Linked DNA regions of Gossypium hirsutum: region 1 is linked to region 2. The links are chromatin contacts, called in public Hi-C maps. All regions are on one chromosome and are shown on one strand. Each heading gives the region's core, a stretch centred on a gene start, on an enhancer-like site or on the middle of the called end of the contact. The rest is flanking DNA. Distances are from core to core; before and after follow the strand shown. Region 1 holds the start of LOC107962157 (transcription factor bHLH112). Region 2 holds the start of LOC107929822.

Region 1 (4,143 bases), core at 789-3,288, 210 kb after region 2:
TGAAAAACATAAGTAATGAAAAGAGCTCATCTATAAATAATTTTATTTTTTATAAAAATTAACTTAAACCAAGCTTAATATTATTATATTGATAATAAATTTTATTTTTATTTTTTAAAATATTTAAAATATTATATTTTTCAATATTATTAAACATACATATTTAATTATTTATATTTAGTAATATAATAAATTATTAATATAATTAATTAATTTTAATATTTCAATTTATTTTAATAATAAATATTTATTATATTTATAAATATATTAATAATAAATATTTTGTAGTATAAAGGTTAAAATTTGTCATAAGTCTATATACATATCACAAATTTGTAATTTAGTCTTTGTTCTTTTATTTTCAAGAATTTAGTCCCTTTACTTTTCAAATTTGAAAATCAAGTCCAATTATTGACATCGTTAATTTTTTTTTCAATTTTGTTGATGTCACATTTTTAAATAAAAAATACTCACTTAATAGTCATGTAATTAAAAAATGACGTTGTAATAAATCTGAATTTAACATAATATTTTTAATATATGCAAAAACAATATAAAATATAAAATGATAGATAAAAATAAATTCAATTAAACAATAAAAAATAAGAAAATCTCAAATGTATGTTTGTTTAATTGAAAACAACTTTTATAAAATATTTTAAAAAAAATCTACCAAACAACAGAAAATATTTTACACAGATTCATCTAAATACAAAAAAAATATTAGCTTTTTCAGAAAAATAAATCATTTTCTAGAAATCATTTTCTGGAAGTTATTTTCAGTGAAACAAACGGAGCCTAAAACAATTAAATCTTAGATATTAAGAGTATTTTTGAATGTGTAGTGTGTTTATCTATAGTTAGTGTAAAAATAGAGGTGATGGTAAAATTAGATACTGTAGTGTGAGACAAAAAAAAACTAAATACATCATAAATGCCCATCAAAGGGGTTATAAAATAAGTGTATAAAATAAGTGTATAGATCAAATTAAATTCAATATTGAAAGTACTATTTTCCACTTGCATGAAAGTGAAAGCCACGCGCCACCGCAACTGCCACAAAATTATCCTCATTTTCCTAAAACAATCATGCATATGTTTGGGACCGTCAAGTTACAATGGTCCATAAATTTATTTCAAATTTATCCTAAGAATTTCTTTTTCACTGTTATATTCAACCGGTTGTATATCAACCGTCTGATTAAACAAATATTTGGGCCAAGACACTGACGTGGCATTCGGATCTAGCATCACCTTGGTCATCATAGGGCCAACGTCCCTTTATTCATAAGGAAAAACGAATTTCTTTTCTTAAGTTCAAGTATAATTATAAAGATTATATAGCTTTTGAATCATTACCGTAAAAAATTAATCATTAAAAATATAATAATTTAACCTAAAGGAACTTTTAACACCGTCCACACGCATATTTCTTTTCTCAATTTTTCATATCCGCTCTACATTCCACTTACTTACCATCTTACAATAGGTAAATTTTTGTTTTGATTATTTAAATAAAAATATTATAATTTGTTGATTGAATTATTCAAAAGTTTTATTTAAATTATTAAACTGTTATGTATTTTTTTTAAGTTCTGATAATGAGTTCTAAATTACAATTTGATGATAGTATTTAGCAATAAGTAGAAAAATATAGATTAAACTTAAGTTGATTTAATGATTAATATCAAAGATTAAAGAAAAAACTATCCGAAATTTAATTTATAGATTTTTGATATTCAAAACTATTTCATAAAAAAAATTGTAAAAGAGTATTAAAAAAAATTTGAAATGTTACAGTGAGTAATGAAATTGTAAAGTTTTAATTAAGGGAATACCCACTAACGTTATTGTAATTTACAGCTTAATATTTCACCTTTATCAATACAACCAAAACTCAGCAAAAAAAAATATTTTGAAAGCAAATAAAACAAAACAATTACAACTTGTTCCAAGGAAAGTAGAAATAGAGAACAAAGTTATATATATTTAAATTAATTAATAAAAATACTCAAAAAAAATGCTTTCTCTCATTTGTCCAATCATCCTTTGAAATGTCAACCAAAAATTGACAATTCATTTAGCAGAAATCTGCATGGAACCCTTTCATATATAAATTGACTTGTTTTAACCCCGAAGGAGAGAGCTCTCATCTTCTAACACGAGAAACAAAGAAAGATCTTAAAAAAAGGTTTGTGGGTATGGCAGAAGAATTTCATGCTGGGATTTGTAGAGGAACGTGGTGGAATTCGACGAAACCCATGTTAACAGGGTGTTCTCTGCCGCCTTCTACGGGGGTTGTCGACATGGGAAACTTTGGTTATGACACTGATATGGTGGATATTAGGGCAAGAACAAGGTATTATGAAGAGTCAACTAAAAACCCAGTTTCTGGTGTTAGCTCCACAGTTTTCCAAGGTCATCCTCATCATCAAACTGATTCAGATAGTGGTGGCACTAGCAGCAGTCTTTTGATTGATTCCACTTTACAAATGATGGGTTTTGGCCTTCCATCTTCGACAACTTCGGACTGGAACTTGTCTTTGCTGTAAGTTTGATTATGTGTTATACTAATAACTGGTTTTAGTATTCATTTTCTTTAGTATGATTGAGTATGAATTTTTATGGTTGAAGTTTCAAAGTTCATATACAAGGACGACCTTATAACCCAAAGCTTCAACCACAAGTTCAAAAAAGAAGAATATTTTAGACTTTTTTTGGTTCCCTAGGTTTGGAAAAGGAAGTCAATATTAGCAATCAATTGAACACTTAATTATTAGACTAAAATTCTCTACATGTACTGAATATATACTTACTGTTTTATATTTATATTTATATTTATATTTATATTTATATATATATCCATGATTGTTGCAGTCGGAGTAATGGGAGAACTGAGTTTTATAATTCGATTCTTCAAGAAGATATAGATTCAAGGTTGAACTATCGGCAAGAAACAGGCATGAGTTCAGTTCAAATCCATAACTACTGGAGCCCAAAGAGCCATTCAAGTCCTGGGAAAGATTCTTCCATCCCTGTTGTCGAGCCTATCGATCAAGATATTTCATTGAATTCAGTAACCAGCTCCGGTAATAGTACACCAACATGCCAGGGCTTGTCAGCTGGGTTCCCAATGGCTTCATCATCGTACGGTTACCCATCAACACTGTTACATAGTTTGTTTCAATCCGATCCTCAAACTTCAGAACAACAATCACTTTTCAACAACCGGTCAATCAACTATATGTCGTCTGAAAAATCTTCATGGCCAAAGCAGCAACCTAGTAGCTTGCGCTTCTCCAACAACACACCCTTCTGGAACGCCTCTGCCACTGGCATAAACGATGTTAAAAGCGGCTTCTTACCCTCGCCAGCATCACAATTTCTTGTACAAACATTCGAAGAGAAGGCTAATTGCCCCAGCTCGACAACAAAGGTATAAATCCAACACGTTCATGCCTCGGATCCAGTTCTTTGACAAATTCGATTCATTTATTTATTAGATTTTATTGGATTGGTATTATAGACTAATTCCACAGAAGTTGGAAAGTCGGCGTCAGGGATGAAGAGGCCAAAGCTTGAATCACCATCGCCTTTACCAACTTTTAAGGTACTAGAATATAAATTTGACCATTTCTCTTTTTTTACTATGATGGGATGTTGGAGCTTTTTTCTGCAAGTTAGTGAGAAGTAGATAAATACTTGATAGCAGTACTTATGATCAGGTCCGGGAAGAGAAGCTAGGGGACCGAATCACTGCGCTCCAGCAATTGGTTTCACCTTTCGGAAAGGTGAATTTTTGGAATTTTCTTTTTTATTTTTCAAAGTGTATTTAATTGAAGCCCTTACTTTTTATGTTTGGCCCTTTGGGTTAAATCTGTACCTCGCCTTTTGTTTTATCAGACGGATACGTGTTGAAAATGGCCAACCATGTTGCTATTATGTTTTTGTTAAAATGCATGGTACTATGATGATTCTGTTGAATGCATACTGCTTGTATGCATGTTGCAGCATTTGTGCATGTTGCAGCAACATATTTTCTGTTTTAGTTGCAATGTAATTTAGTTTGGTTGAGAATGAACTTTGATGTTGATGTTTTGATGGGTTGGTTGAGCTGATAAGTCAGCTTATCCATGTGTACAA
Region 2 (4,600 bases), core at 358-2,857:
TTATGATTACACAAAATTCATTTCATCAACATTCAAATAAATGAATCTTCAAAAAAGAAAAAAAAACAAATGGAACAATTTCTAAGTTTCAAACCACAAGCTACCAGTTGTAAAAAAATATCCTGACAGTCAAGATACCTTCCAAGCTTCCTTCTATATATGGAGGATTATGTCATGGCTGTTGTGTTGGCAATTGCTTGCTACATTTAAGTCACAATGTTAGCTAAGAGGGCCCATACCTAATTCCTTGTTCCAAAGGCAGCTCTTGCTTATTTCTTAAATAAAAACCAGTTGTTTTCCTCATAGTAACATAGGGATGGATGACATAAAACTTGAGCCCCAATCTATGAATGACTTTAATACAAAATCTAAACAAACTCAAAAAGAAAACAACATTTTCTATTTTATGTCAAGTGCTGTTAACTAATACCATGAACAAAATGATGGAAATACCCTTTAGAATAGCTAAACAAATTCTATAATTCTTGGCTTCGAAATTTAAGAAAACAACTTTTAAGTTTGTTGAGTATGAAGAAGCTAGGTGAAAGAGACGATCATTCCATTAACAGGTTTATGAACTCCCAAAATTTGTCACTTGATTGCAAAATCTTATCTTCCATTTCCCATCTTTACATTCATCTCCACATATACCATCTACAATACAAACTCATTTTCCCCATCTTGTTTTGGAAAGAAAAAAAAAAAGAAAAAAGAAAAACAAAATCTCTCTTGAAAATGAAGCAATGGAACAAATCATCTCTGAACTTGAAATCCCATCTTCTTCCTTCCAAGAATTTCCGCCAGAACTCCTGCATTTTAAGACCCATTTTCAGATGATTTAACAACACAATTCTAAGAAAAAGAAATAGAAAACTTGAAAGATCTAGACTATTTCTAATACCATCCTCTGCCCAAAACAGAGGAAATTAGCATAACCAAAGAAACCAATAATTGTAAACAAATCCAAGATCCAACTCAATTAGTAGGAGAAGAAAGATTACCTTGACGCTTGCAAACAGGAGGATCTTCAAAGAGGGAAAGGGAAAGTTGTTTATGGGCAACCCCGATATCAAACAGAATAAGGCCAGAAGAAGGATCATTAACAGTGATACCTTTAACATTAAACCACACAAACAGCTCTTCCTGAGAGAGGCCTTCAAGTCCCACAAGTCCACCATAGCTAAGATTAGCTGTGATCACACGGTCAAAGTGTACCCTCCCATCAAACTTGGCCATGCATGGGGTTTCCAGGTGCACTTCAAGGCGACCATCATCAGGGTCAAATTTATAGGATTTAACATTGTCTGGGAAAAGACCAACAGGCAAGCCTTGACTCTGAAGGAGATCATGTAAGGAAGAGGCGACTAAGAGAGGGAGAAGAAGCAGAGTACCGAATAAAGATATGGATGTCAGAATTTTCGGAGATGGAGACATTGTTGGGATGATTTTCCAAGATTGGGACACAAACTTGGGAGATCTGAGGTTTTTCTTCCTTCCAAGGGTTTAAAACTTTAAATTTAAGGTCGATTTTTAGGGCTAGCAGAGTACTGTGTCGAATTCTATGATAGAAAATGAGAAATGGGGGCCAGGAAGGACTGCCCAATTTCTAGCCTGGCAATTTTTAATTTATATATTGACCTTATACTTTGTTCCTGTTATGTGAAATTGACCTTTCACTCCTTGTATTTTTTACATATTTGAAATTTAGTCTTTCTTTTCTTTAATCTTATGAATTCAGTCCTTTTACTAATTTGATTTAATAATTGAAGGCCAAATAAGTAAATAAAAACTATTTGAATATGGGTTTGTAAGGTTTCAAATTCTAAATATGGGTTTGTAAGGATTTTCAACATTTTTTAAAGTGAAAATTGATATATGTTTTTTAATTATAGGGCTTCAACACTATTTTAAATTGGCCACATATGCATTTCTTTCAAAAGAAAAAGGGTCATATAATTCAATTTAACGAAAATCCTTTATCGGTATTATTAAATCGAAAGATTAAATTTTAAATGTGTAAAAGATGAAATTATAGGAAAACTAGAGGATGATTTTGGAAATCTAAATTTTGAAGAAGGTTAGTGAAAGGAATCTGATAGGTAACAAGGGTTGATTACTCGTTAGGACGGCCAATAATGATATAAGAGACAGACAGTAGTTACATACCCCAACGCCATGCTTGAAAATTACGAGGTTTGAGATTGACAGCTTTCTTTGTAATACATACATTATATCACCTAACAGGTTTGGAAACAATAAAAAAAAAACATGTAATTAATTAGTTGCCACATTTATTAAACAAAATCATTAGGGATAAACAAGAACAACTTTTCCTTCTCTTTATGACTTTTGCCGCTTCTTTAATGATTATTCATTGCCATTGGACTGTCTCGTGATGCCTTTTTTTTCACCTGACCCCATCTATGTTTTGTTTGTTGTTCCCGGCGTTGTTTTAAATTCAAACTCTACAAATTTCTTGTTCTGCATATTTTATATATTTGAGTTTCAATATGACCCCCAACATATAATGGCAGAAAGGCCAACGTATTTGCTCAACCCAAGTTGTCTTATAAAATTGAAAATATTAATATTGTACGAGCTTGCACTTATATTTGAATATTAGATCCGAATCATCTTATTGTTATATTATTCCAATGGAATGAGTCTCCATGACCAGTCGTCAAACATTTAGATAGCATAGGACATATGTAAAATAAGTGGATTAGAGGCACAAACCCTATTCTTACTCTGCCTAAACTGTTTTTTGATAACCAGGATTTTGAAGAGGTTGTGGCTTGACTTGCACCACAACCACAACATTGGTTTATTACTTGGTTATTTTACTATAAAAACATATAGTTGTCAAATATTTAAATAGGATTTAAAGTGACTATCTTTTACAAATTAAGTGAATAGGCGACAAAATAGTTCTCAAGAATACAAAGATTATGCGAATCAAGATAAAGGTTTGGTGGATATTTCGAAGCTAAAGATAATTTTCATAGAATGCTTATCAACTATTTAGTTACCTATTTAATTGAATCGTTTTGGCAACTTATGTGCTTGAGAGAAAATAATGTTAAACTCCTATGTTCATGTTAGGGACTCTTTTTGTGAGTGATTGTTTTGAATGACTAAGTTTGTGTTTTGGTGATTAGAATAATGAATTGAGAGAATTACACTTTGATATATAAAGGGAAGGTTGACTATTAGGTTTAGGCTTAAATCATTATTCTTTGTATGAAGCTTATCAAAATAACTTGATTCTTTGAGTAACGCCCTACGAACATAGGATAAGTTTGAATCGCACTAATAATCTTGCTGTGAAAGTTTTGTCTTTGTTGTTCCAACTATTGTGACCACTATTATTACCATAACATATTTCCATACTTTACCTTCATTTGATGTTAAAGCAAACACCAAATTCAATTGGTTACAATATTATGTTTGACAAGTTATTATGAAGGCAATGAAAAAAGGTGGATCAACAGCACAACCACCACCACTACATGGGTCAAGTTACTCAGATTAGAAGTGTAACGGTCCCCACCTTTTTTGATATATGGTATGTAACACCTCACACCCGTGCCCTACGCCGGGACGAAATATGAGGCATTACCTAACTTGAACTCATGCATACAAACGTTTTCATATCACCAAAACATGGTCAAATTAAAACCTTTTTCAATTTTTATTAGAAACTCCTTAATAAGAGTCTACGAGGCTCAAAACATCCATTGGAACCCATTTAGAATCAGTCTGGGTTCTGCACACGCCCATGTGAGAGGGACAACACACCCGTGTGACCATTTAGGCATGGTCGTGCTGATGGGCCGTGTGGCTCACACAACCTAAGCACATTGGGACATGCCCGTGTCCTTTACCCGAGTGGATTTATTTTCTAATTCAAACCTACAGGGGTTTTCACACGGCCTGACACACGCCTGTGTCCATGAATCGTGTCCTTCACACGGCCATGACACGCCCGTGTCTTAGCCCGTGTACAAAAACTTGGAGATTCTATTTCTGACGTCAGCAATCCTTAAGGGCCACACGGCCAAGGCACATGCCCGTGTGCTAGGCCGTGCCCTTCACACGCTGAGACACACGGTCGTGTCTCTGCCCGTACATTTACTACCATGCATACTGGCTTGAATTTTTTACGTGCAGGGGACACACGACTGAACAACACACCTATAGGGTTGACCGTGTGTCACAAATGGCTTAGACACACGCCCGTGTATCTACCCGTGTGGACAAAATAAGGCTACTTACCAAGCCTCTTTGCCACCCTTATATGCCCTTATCTACACAAGATCAACCAAGATCAATACGAACATAACATGCATAACCAAAACAGCCACAACCATTAGAAATTTGCAACATTGCATTGAATAATAATTGGTGTTAGCCAACATTCATGGTTTATACAAAATTTTTATCATATGAGCCAACACATTATGGCTAACTAACAAAATAATAAAGAAAAGACTAAAGTCCCTATACATGCCAGAAAACAAAACAATTAAACTAGCTATACCAATGTCTTAAGTGATAGTGTGATCGAAGCTTTAAGATGTCACTAGATCCATGATGCTAG

Evidence for each region. A called contact is a pair of places that touch in the nucleus more often than the background predicts.
Region 1: a contact with region 2 is called in a Hi-C map of leaf, with 1.7 times the contacts expected there. The contact joins the promoter of LOC107962157 here to the promoter of LOC107929822 in region 2. A contact is called at or near these places in 6 of 34 Hi-C or Micro-C datasets (leaf, petal and seedling).

What each region holds. Positions count from the first base shown.
Region 1 is chrA06:79,978,085-79,982,227 of Gossypium_hirsutum_v2.1, forward strand. It overlaps LOC107962157 (transcription factor bHLH112), which reads left to right and starts at 2,039. Exons shown (of 7, transcript XM_016898418.2): 1 at 2,039-2,548; 2 at 2,878-3,436; 3 at 3,527-3,610; 4 at 3,726-3,791. The coding sequence starts at 2,202.
Region 2 is chrA06:79,766,376-79,770,975 of Gossypium_hirsutum_v2.1, forward strand. It overlaps LOC107929822, which reads right to left and starts at 1,608. Exons shown (of 2, transcript XM_016861337.2): 1 at 1,002-1,608; 2 at 575-809. The coding sequence starts at 1,434. The coding sequence ends at 754.